2 separate regions of the Mus musculus genome follow, and region 1 is linked to region 2. Evidence: chromatin contacts called from public promoter capture Hi-C data. All regions are on one chromosome and are shown on one strand. The core of a region is the stretch at or near the end of the contact, and the rest is flanking DNA. Distances in the headings are between cores, read along the strand shown. Region 1 has its middle 4.1 kb from the start of Mir6367. Region 2 holds the start of Tmem50b (transmembrane protein 50B).

What was found. Promoter capture Hi-C pulls out the DNA fragments that hold promoters and counts their contacts.
Region 1: a contact with region 2 is called in a promoter capture Hi-C map of liver, with 2.8 times the contacts expected there. The contact joins the enhancer-like site here to the promoter of Tmem50b in region 2. A contact is called at or near these places in 23 of 39 promoter capture datasets (the 3T3-L1 cell line, 3T3-L1-derived adipocytes, the C10 cell line and 14 more), 3 of 15 datasets of contacts at CTCF or cohesin (CD8 T cells, the NIH/3T3 cell line and embryonic stem cells), 34 of 484 Hi-C or Micro-C datasets (3T3-L1-derived adipocytes, CD8 T cells, the G1E-ER4 cell line and 19 more), 35 of 115 datasets of contacts at active chromatin or transcription factors (the 230-238 cell line, CD8 T cells, the HPC-7 cell line and 24 more) and 5 of 9 other capture datasets (adipose tissue, embryonic stem cells, liver and 2 more).

What each region holds. Positions count from the first base shown.
Region 1 is chr16:91,521,286-91,525,696 of GRCm38.p6, forward strand. No RefSeq gene overlaps it. Among named protein-coding and RNA genes, the nearest start is that of Mir6367, 4.1 kb to the right of the region's middle. Within about 2 kb of position 1,411, at least 182 of the 459 cell types and tissues checked have an H3K27ac peak or open chromatin away from gene starts, as enhancers often do. A contact at or near this core is called in the 230-238 cell line, CD8 T cells, the G1E-ER4 cell line and 18 more, where this site is marked.
Region 2 is chr16:91,594,793-91,599,128 of GRCm38.p6, forward strand. It overlaps Tmem50b (transmembrane protein 50B), which reads right to left and starts at 2,888. Exons shown (of 7, transcript NM_030018.3): 1 at 2,790-2,888.

The DNA.
Region 1 (4,411 bases), core at 161-2,660, 75 kb before region 2:
CTGCAGAAGTCAATATGTCTGCAGCCCTGTCTTTAGTGTATCATGGCAAACCTTAGGGGAGGAGGCTCTGTGTCCATGCCCAATGGACCCAGTAGGCCAAGGTAGTGAGCAGAGTCCCCAGCAGGTTGGTGGGAGGGTGATGCCAAGATTAGGGTGGGGAGTATGTTAGGTCCAGGAATGAAAAACTGTGAGTTTGGGTGGGTTTGTCTTTTTTTTTTTAATTTTTTTTGGTTTTTTGAGCCAGGGTTTCTCTGTGTAGCCCTGGCTGTCCTGGAACTCACTCTGTAGACCAGGATAGCCTCGAATTCTGAAATCTGCCTGCCTCTGCCTCCCAAGTGCTGGGATTAAAGGCGTGTGCCACCACTGCCCCGCATTGGGTGGGTTTTTTGGTGGTGTTCTTTTTGTTTTTGTTTTTGTTTTTTTTAAAGGGGGGGGGGTGGATAAAATGAAGCTTTTGCTTTGTCTTTTTCTAAAATTCAACTGGCCGAACCCAAAATCTTCCCCTGCATCAACCTGTTAAGGCTCTGGGCGGTGCCTGCTTCCTGCGTCCTGTACTCTTTTCTGTTTGATTTGTTTTGCTGTGCTGAGGATTGAGCCCTGAGATCCACACATGCTATGCAAGCTCTCTACCATGGAGATACAGCCTGGCCATTCCCATCTCTATGCTGATAATCACCAGGAATAAATATACTAACCAAAGACCTCGGTCATCTCAGAAACACAAGATGACAAAAAGACTAAGCCTCCATTCACCTCCCAGGCCCGATCATGGGCCAAGTACACTACACTGAACGCCTGCCCACATCCTCTCATTAATCCAGGCGAGGAGAACTGGCCTGGACCAATTACACTATTGGTATATTGCTAGTGCTATTCCTTCCATCGTAAGTAATCTGTTATGAGCGTATATAGAGCTGTCTGGTTCTTTGGTGGCCTGCTGGCCTGTGGACCCACTTCCTCAAACATATGGGGAATTTTTTATGTTGAAATGTTTGCTCTTGACTAAGCATATAGTGTCTGGTTACACTTCCTCATCAATGCAGGGAAGTCTATTCCCCCTTCCCCCTCCCCACCCATGTATAAAATTTAAAGAACAAGCATTGAAAAATGACCCAAAGGCTACATATACTGCCTTTCTCCACTCTGGAGTCTATAAGTAGATAGCTCAAGGTTATTGCCAAGAATTTCCTATTGAGACAGACAGACAGACAGACAGACAGACAGACAGACAGCACAGTATTGCAATTAGGCCCAGGTGTCTCAAAGGAATAAGCATCCTAAGATCTAACCTAGTTCAACTCAAGCCCTGCCGCCTGTGACCAGTGTGAGCTTGTCACAAAGCCGCACCTCTCTGCGCCTGAGCCCTGAGAAGTGCTCGAAGAGACCACAGGTCTGACTCACACAAGAGTAAGCTGCCCTTTTGGAGTTGTTAGGCAACGAGGTTGCACAATAGTGATGGCAGGGGAATGGATGGGTGGTGATAAACAGTTCAAAGTTGTAGTATTATCCAGAAGATTCTACAAGCACAGATTTCAGATTTCTTTTCTTTTAAAAAATCAAGTGTCCAAAACAAACAAACAAACAAAAAGGTCTTTCATTACAAAATAAGGACCACTAGCCAGACATAACCGTGCATATGATGTCATAATCTCAGCACTCCAGACCTAAGGCAGGATGACTTCCTGTCTCAGACACTACAAATGAGGGATGCGAGGGATGCGAGGGATACGGATGCTGATTTGAAGCAGTGTCAAACTGTCTCCTCTCTCAGTCGCTTTCCGTCACAGCACGTTAGTTCCTTTCTTTCACTTAGAAGCATGTGCTGGCCGCAACTTCTCCTTTCTTTCACGCTCCGCATTCTGTCAGGAAATCCTGCCAGGGCCGTCTCAGAAATGTCCCAACCACCATCACCACATCCACGGCCACTACAGTGATTCAAGCCACCCCTAGAAAAGTGGGACTCGTCTTAAAAACCCCAGCACAGAAACATCTAGCATAGTGTTTAACAGGTAGGTATCTGAGTAGCTCCACAGACACAACCATCACGTGAGGCTTAACTATAAATGCACACTTAGTGGGCTCGGCTGAAATGACCCCATTTAAGCTATTGCTATTGAGAGGGGAAAAAACGCAATGGCTTAAAAATATTTTCATGGGAGCTGGAGAGGTGGCGCAGCCATTAAAAGCACTTGATGCTCTTCAGAGGTCCTGAGTTTGGGTCCCAGTACCAACATCATGCAGCTCATAACTTCCTGGAACTCTAGATCCAGGGAATCCGGTGACTTCTTTTGGACTCTTCTACACACACACACACACACACACACACACACACACACACACACACACACTTTTTAAAAAGGCATATGAAAACCCACCACCATGGAAGCTTCTTAAAATATACACATAAATGCATATAAGAAGAGTTAAATTAGGTTATCGTATAACAGAACAATAGCGCCCATGCTGATAGACCACAGGTTACAAATGAGAAACCCTGAGCCAGGGATAAGCTGCCCCTTTTGGAGCTGTAAGTCAGTGAGGTCTAGGCAAGCTCTCTACCATGGAGATACAGCCTGGCCATTCCCATCTCTATGCTGATATTCACCAGGAATAAATATACTAACCAAAGACACTATAGAATATTTTCAATGCTATTAGTCTCTCTGCAGAACTTAATAAAACCCTTTTGCTGAAGACATCACACGCCTGATTTGTGGAACATGAAGAAATCTAGCTGGTGTAGGCCTGAAATTCCCCATCCCTGTCTTAGGGTTTGTATGACCAAAGAGCAGGTACAGGAGGGCAGGGTTTATTTGGTGTGCACTGCCAGACTATAGTCCATTGATGGAGGAAGTGAGAGCAGGATCTCACACAGGGCAGGAACAGGGAGGCAGGAGCTGACCCAGAGACCATGGAGGGGCACTGCTTACTGGCTTGCTTCCCGTGACCTGCTTTCTTATAGAACCCAGGTCCACCAGCCCAGGGATGGCCCCACCTGCCGAGGGCTGGGCCCTTCCCCACTGATCGATAATTTAGACAATGCCTTATAGCTGGATCTCACCGAAGCATTTCCTCAACTGAGGCTGCTTCCTCTCTGATGGCCCTAGCTTGTGTCAAGTTGGCACAACCCCTGTCAGCACACCTACTATCTAGGTTTGCAAAGTGCTGAAAGCTACCATGTGTATTGCAGCCATCATGAGCCTTACATGAGTGTGTGACCCCTGCAAGCTACAACTGTAACAACCTACCCAGAAACATATGAGCATGTGACCCCTGCAAGCTACAATCTAACCACCTACCCGGAAACATACACCCACAGCTGCAGTAGTCAGTCATACAAACAACGTGGGAGTGACCAGCTACTTTTTGATTGGACTTAAGTTCCATTCCACAAGATGAAAGCCATACCGGGAATGATTTTATGGCTAAGAACTTGTGGCCAGACGGATCTCAGGCCATAGAAGAATAGCTCCTATTATTCCGCTAAGTGTACGTGGCATTAAACCAACTCCTAGAGACTTAGCGTTACACCTATACATCAGTGCATCTCTTGGGCCTCACCAAAGAAGCTTCTATGTGCAGAAGATGGCTGTTGTTGTGTTTTATAACTCGCTATAATGCGGTGGGGGGTGAGGGGAGCATTGTGGCGGGCCCATGCCTGCGTGTGCCCCTGAACAATCACACCATATAACAGACTTAGTATAAAGAAAGTTTATTGGGAAGGGGAGGGAAATGGGAACATGGAAAGGGGTGGAGACAGAAAAAAGAGGGACAGGAAGAAAGAAAAGAGAGGAAGAAGCTGGCCAGGAACAAGTGGGGACAGAGGAAGGGGGAGGGGAGGGGAAGCAGGGGGGAGGGGGAGAGAGAGAGAGGGGGGAAAGGGAGGGGAAGGAGAGGGGAAAGGGAGGAGGAGGAGGAGGGGAGAGAGAGAGAGAGAGAGAAAGAGAGAGAGAGAGAGAGAGAGAGAGAGAGCTAGCTCTGAGGTACAAGCCCCAGATACCTGGCACCAGGTGATGAGGTAAGCTGTTGCTAGGTCGCTGTTGCTAGGTTCCTGGGAGGCGCCAAGTGGAATTATCTGTAAACCAATAGCGATTAACACTGAGACCCACAACTGGCCAAAGTGAAGGGACTGGTTGTAGAATGCTCAGTCCCAGATGGGATGTCTGTATCACAGTCCTCTCCTCCAAAGATTCGGGGGTTATTGCGGAAAAGGGGTGTGGAAAGGAGAGGCTGGGGATGACAGGATGGCTACAAGGAAGCCACGTCCTCAGGATATAGCAGGGAGTGTTTTTATGAACCCTCAGCCATTAAGTCAGCATGCACAAGAACTGTGGAACCTTAAGCCAGACACAGTCCCAGCATAGAGAGGGACTGTGGACCCAGGTGTGATTCCCAGCACCAATGTAGTGGC
Region 2 (4,336 bases), core at 1,638-4,137:
ACAACAAAATATTTCCAGGGTCCCTAGAGACTATACTTCTACATTGTTTGTATTCAAGGGGTTCAAATACCCAACTCGGGGATGAAAACAGAGCCACACGCCACATTAAACTCACAGAGAAGTGGCACTTCTCTGTGATGAGTGGGGAAATGGCCCAGGGTCTGAGGAGTGCTTAACAGCAGCCCAGGAGCAGGTCAGGGTGGGGCGAAGCTGCAGAACCTAGAGAGAATCTATTAGCCAACTGTATCAATCAGGGCGAGGAAGAGAACCGAAGCAGGGCCTCAGGGGCTCACAAACGGTCACCTCTCAGCAAACCCCAACAGCCTTTGAGCACCACTAGAGAGGGTAAACCCCTCAACCTAATGCATGCTACAGGAGAGAGCCAACCCAGGGAGGAACGCTAAGGAAGCCAGCTGTGCCCTGAGGCAGAGCATGGCAGGCCAAATGGAAGCAGCGCACAGCCCCAACTGCTCTGGCAGCCTCCAACCTGTGCTGATGGCCCTGGAGCCTGGCCCAGAGTCCTCCCTCCCTCCAATTGGCAGGGCTGGCTTCATCTTGATGGCACGCTGATGCCTTCCTCCTGTAAGCCCTGAGACCCACTGGGCCTTGCCTCACAGAGAGCAAGGTTTGACTGTGATGGACCCTGGAGAGTGCAGACAAGCTGCGGGTGAACAAAACGCAGGAATGACTGTATCTGCTGTCCTTCCAGCCCTTGGAATGGAGCCCTCCAGATGCCCTGGCTAGGCCCAGCTTTGGTGTTTAGGACTCTCTCCTACAAGGTGAAGCAACCAAAATGTCTATCAGTAAGAGACCAAAAACACATTATTGTACATCCAAATAACAGCACACGGCTTTTGAAATTGTATATATGTGATCCTGTGTGGAGTGCATCTGAGTGCAGGTGCCCACAGAGGCCAAAGTCATGGGATTCCCTGGAGTGTGAGTTTCAGGGGAGCTGTGAGTCTGATGTGGCTTCAGTCAAGAAACTGAACTTGGGTCCTCTTTCATAGCAGGGAGCACTCAACCTCTGAGCCACCTCTCCAGCCCTCTTAGCAACTTTTAAAATTTTAATTAAAAAAAAAAAAGATTAGTCTACATACATCAATGTGTAAATGTGTCATTATCTGTTGCCAAATAGCATTGTGTTATGATGGCCTCCTTAAGAGTAGAACTGGGGGGCTGTCGAGATGGCTCAGTGGTTAAGAGCGTCGACTGCTCTTCTGAAGGTCCCGAGTTCAAATCCCAGCAACCACATGGTGGCTCACAACCATCCGTAACAAAATCTGATGCTCTCTTCTGGAGTATCTGAGGACAGCTACAGTGTACTTACATATAATAAATAATTAAAAAAAAAAGAGTAGAACTGGGACATAAAGAGTGGAGAGTGAAGGAGAGAATTTTGAGGAACTCCCCCAGCCTTTTTTTCAAGACAGGGTTTCTCTGTATAGTCCTGGCAGTCCTGGAACTGGAGCTGTAGACAAGACTGGCCTCACCTGCCTGAGTGCTGGGATTTAAGGCGTGCTGGAGGGTTTCACTTTTTATTTGCTGTTTCTGTATTGTCTGAAAACTTTACTTGATAATCTTCTTCAATGTTTATTACATTAAAAGACACATAAGGACTAAGCAAGATTGATTCTTTAATCAATTGACCCCAGTAGTGAATTTAGAAAACCAAAACCAAAACCAAACAACGCAATAGCGTTGAAGGCTGCTGTCTAGCTGATAGAGGAAGAATGGGGAGGATCAAAGGGTGTGTCTCCTGAAGAGGAAAAAACTACATCCTCACCCCGTTCCGATTAAACCTGCTTTTCTTGAAGCATCGCTATGCAAATTAACCTCTGGGTTTCATTTTTAGGATCAGGAAGTCTTTGAACACTATGCTCGTTTAAGTGTTTAAATTGCTTGGCTCTGGTTTTTGGAAGCCGCACACAGGTAGAAAAGACAAACGAGAAAGGAGGATGAGAAGCCTGGGAATAAGCGCCCCTGGAATTATCTAGAAATGGGATTTGTGGTACAAATAGGGTGAAGAGTTGGAGCGCGAAGGATGCACGGGGGGGTAGGGGGGTGGATGTTGTTGAGGGTGAGCATATCTACTCCAGCGAGAGGTTTGAATTCCCACGCCCCTCCTCCCATCGCAGCAGCAAGGTGGAAGAGCGAGCCCAGCCCTCTGCTGCTACGGTCGGAAAGGTCACGTATCTACCCACCTCTCAGGCTCAAGTACCTTCCAGTGGTGAAAACCAACTTACTGGCTAAAGACCAAAATGGCCTAGCCTACAACGACCACTGCTCTGCTACTTCTCTGAAAAGGCCACTCGCCACTTAGGATGAATTCCCAAAGACTTCCCTCCCTCTCCTCCCTCTCCTCCCTCTCCTCCCTCTCCCCCCAGCGCTTGCAGGATGGAGGGGAAAGTCAAGGATACAAGGACAGTTCCTGGCAACGGCTCCGAGCAAACGGGAGGGTCGCTCGTCCCCAGACGCTCGTGGGGCCTCGGTGGCGGCTGCGGCGGTGCCCCACAGGACCTCCATCCCCTACCGATCGCCTTGGGGACCTCCCCAGACTCAGGACGAGATGCGCGGCGGAGCGGCCTGCCTCGGCTGAGCGCGGGTCACGGCGGCGTCAGGGCCACGGGGCGCCGAGAGGACGCGGGCGCAGGCCGGGCCCCGCCGGTCGCCCGCGCGCTCCTTGGCACCGACACGGGCGGCGCCACAGAACCTCAGGCCGCGCCGGGCCGGCGCCCTGCGTTCGATCGGCAGATCACAGAAACCCGAGACCTGCCAACCGCACTCACCCGGCTACCTGCGAAGTCTACACCGAGCCCAGGCAGGAGCAGGGACGTCGAGGGCGCGCGTCTGTCCGGGAAGCAGCGGCCCGATCAACCTCAGTCCGGGAGCCGGGGGCCGGCGGCGGGCGGGAGGCCAGGGCGCCGGTGGGGCGGGGGCGAGGCGCCGTGCGCACCGCAGGAACCAATGGGATTGCAGCAAGTGGCCTGCGTGGGCGGGGCATAACCCCTGGAGGCGGGACCGGGACCTCAGAGGCGGAACGGGGCTGGACCCGTGCGCTCTGCGGAGACCAATCATAGTGCGACCGATTAGATAGAGGGCGGGGCTTGATTCCTGAGGGCGGGGCTGGCGCGGTGCTCTACCTGCGTCCTGGAGCTGAGGTCCGGACCTCTCCTGCTGCGGTTTGCGGTAGTAGTGTAAACTCAAGCGCCTCAGCATCGGTGAGAGCACCGGTACGGGGAACCCAAGCCTATTACGCAAGGTCCTCTTGCATATCAGCAGTTGAGCATTGTTCACCAGCTGCCGAGAGTCGAGAACGCACTCCAAGACGTTCAAAAACCAAGACCTCAGAAGATGAAGTTACAGGTCCAGGGATCCCAGTCAGTACTGGTTTTCTGAGGGTACCCGCAAAGCAAAGCTACATAGCTATTTCAGCCTGATTCCTTTTTCCGTCTATCCAAATAGATTTTTGGCTTGTTTTGGGAGCAAATCTTTACTTATCTCCTTTAGAGATACTGCCTCTGGATTTTTCAGCATAACTTCAAAAACCACATTTCCTACAGAATATAAATGCAGTTAAAGAAAGATGCAAAGTCCAAGTTACTACTACATTGAAGGTAAAAACACACTTCACCTAGATAGAGTAAAGCAAAAAGATTTTTGTGTCACGTAACTGTCACAAATGACATCCTGGATCCTGTTACTCCTGTAGTTCTTGTATATAATCTAGGATTTAGGTATTCAATAAATATTCACTGCATAAATTCCTTTTTGGAGTATGGGATTATGCACACACACTAACAAGCAAGAGGGGCAGCAGAAGGGAACATCTTTAGGTATCTGTCCCAGAGCTAGGGAATGTAGTTCAGTTGGTACATTATTTAGCCTTAAATACATAAGGCTCTGGCTTGTATCCCAAGCATCATATAAACAGGTGTGGTGATACATGCCTGTGATCCCTGCATTCCAAAATGTCTCAGCTTGGGTATGATCATGGTCTCAAGCATATTTCTATTTCCAGTCAGACTGGATTACACAGCAAATTCAAGACCAAACCGAGCCGGGCGTGGTGGCGCACGCCTTTAATCCCAGCACTTGGGAGGCAGAGGCAGGTGGATTTCTGAGTTCCAGGCCAGCCTGGTCTACAAAGTGAGTTCCAGGACAGCCAGGGCTATACAGAGAAACCCTGTCTCGAAAAAAACAAAAACAAAAACAAAACAAAACAAAACAAAACAAAAGATCAAGCTGAAGTGAGGTCCTGTCTCAAAACTACTGGAGGATCTGGGATATAGTGTAGTAGTAGTGCGTTGCCTGTCCAGAATGTGCCGTCTGCTTT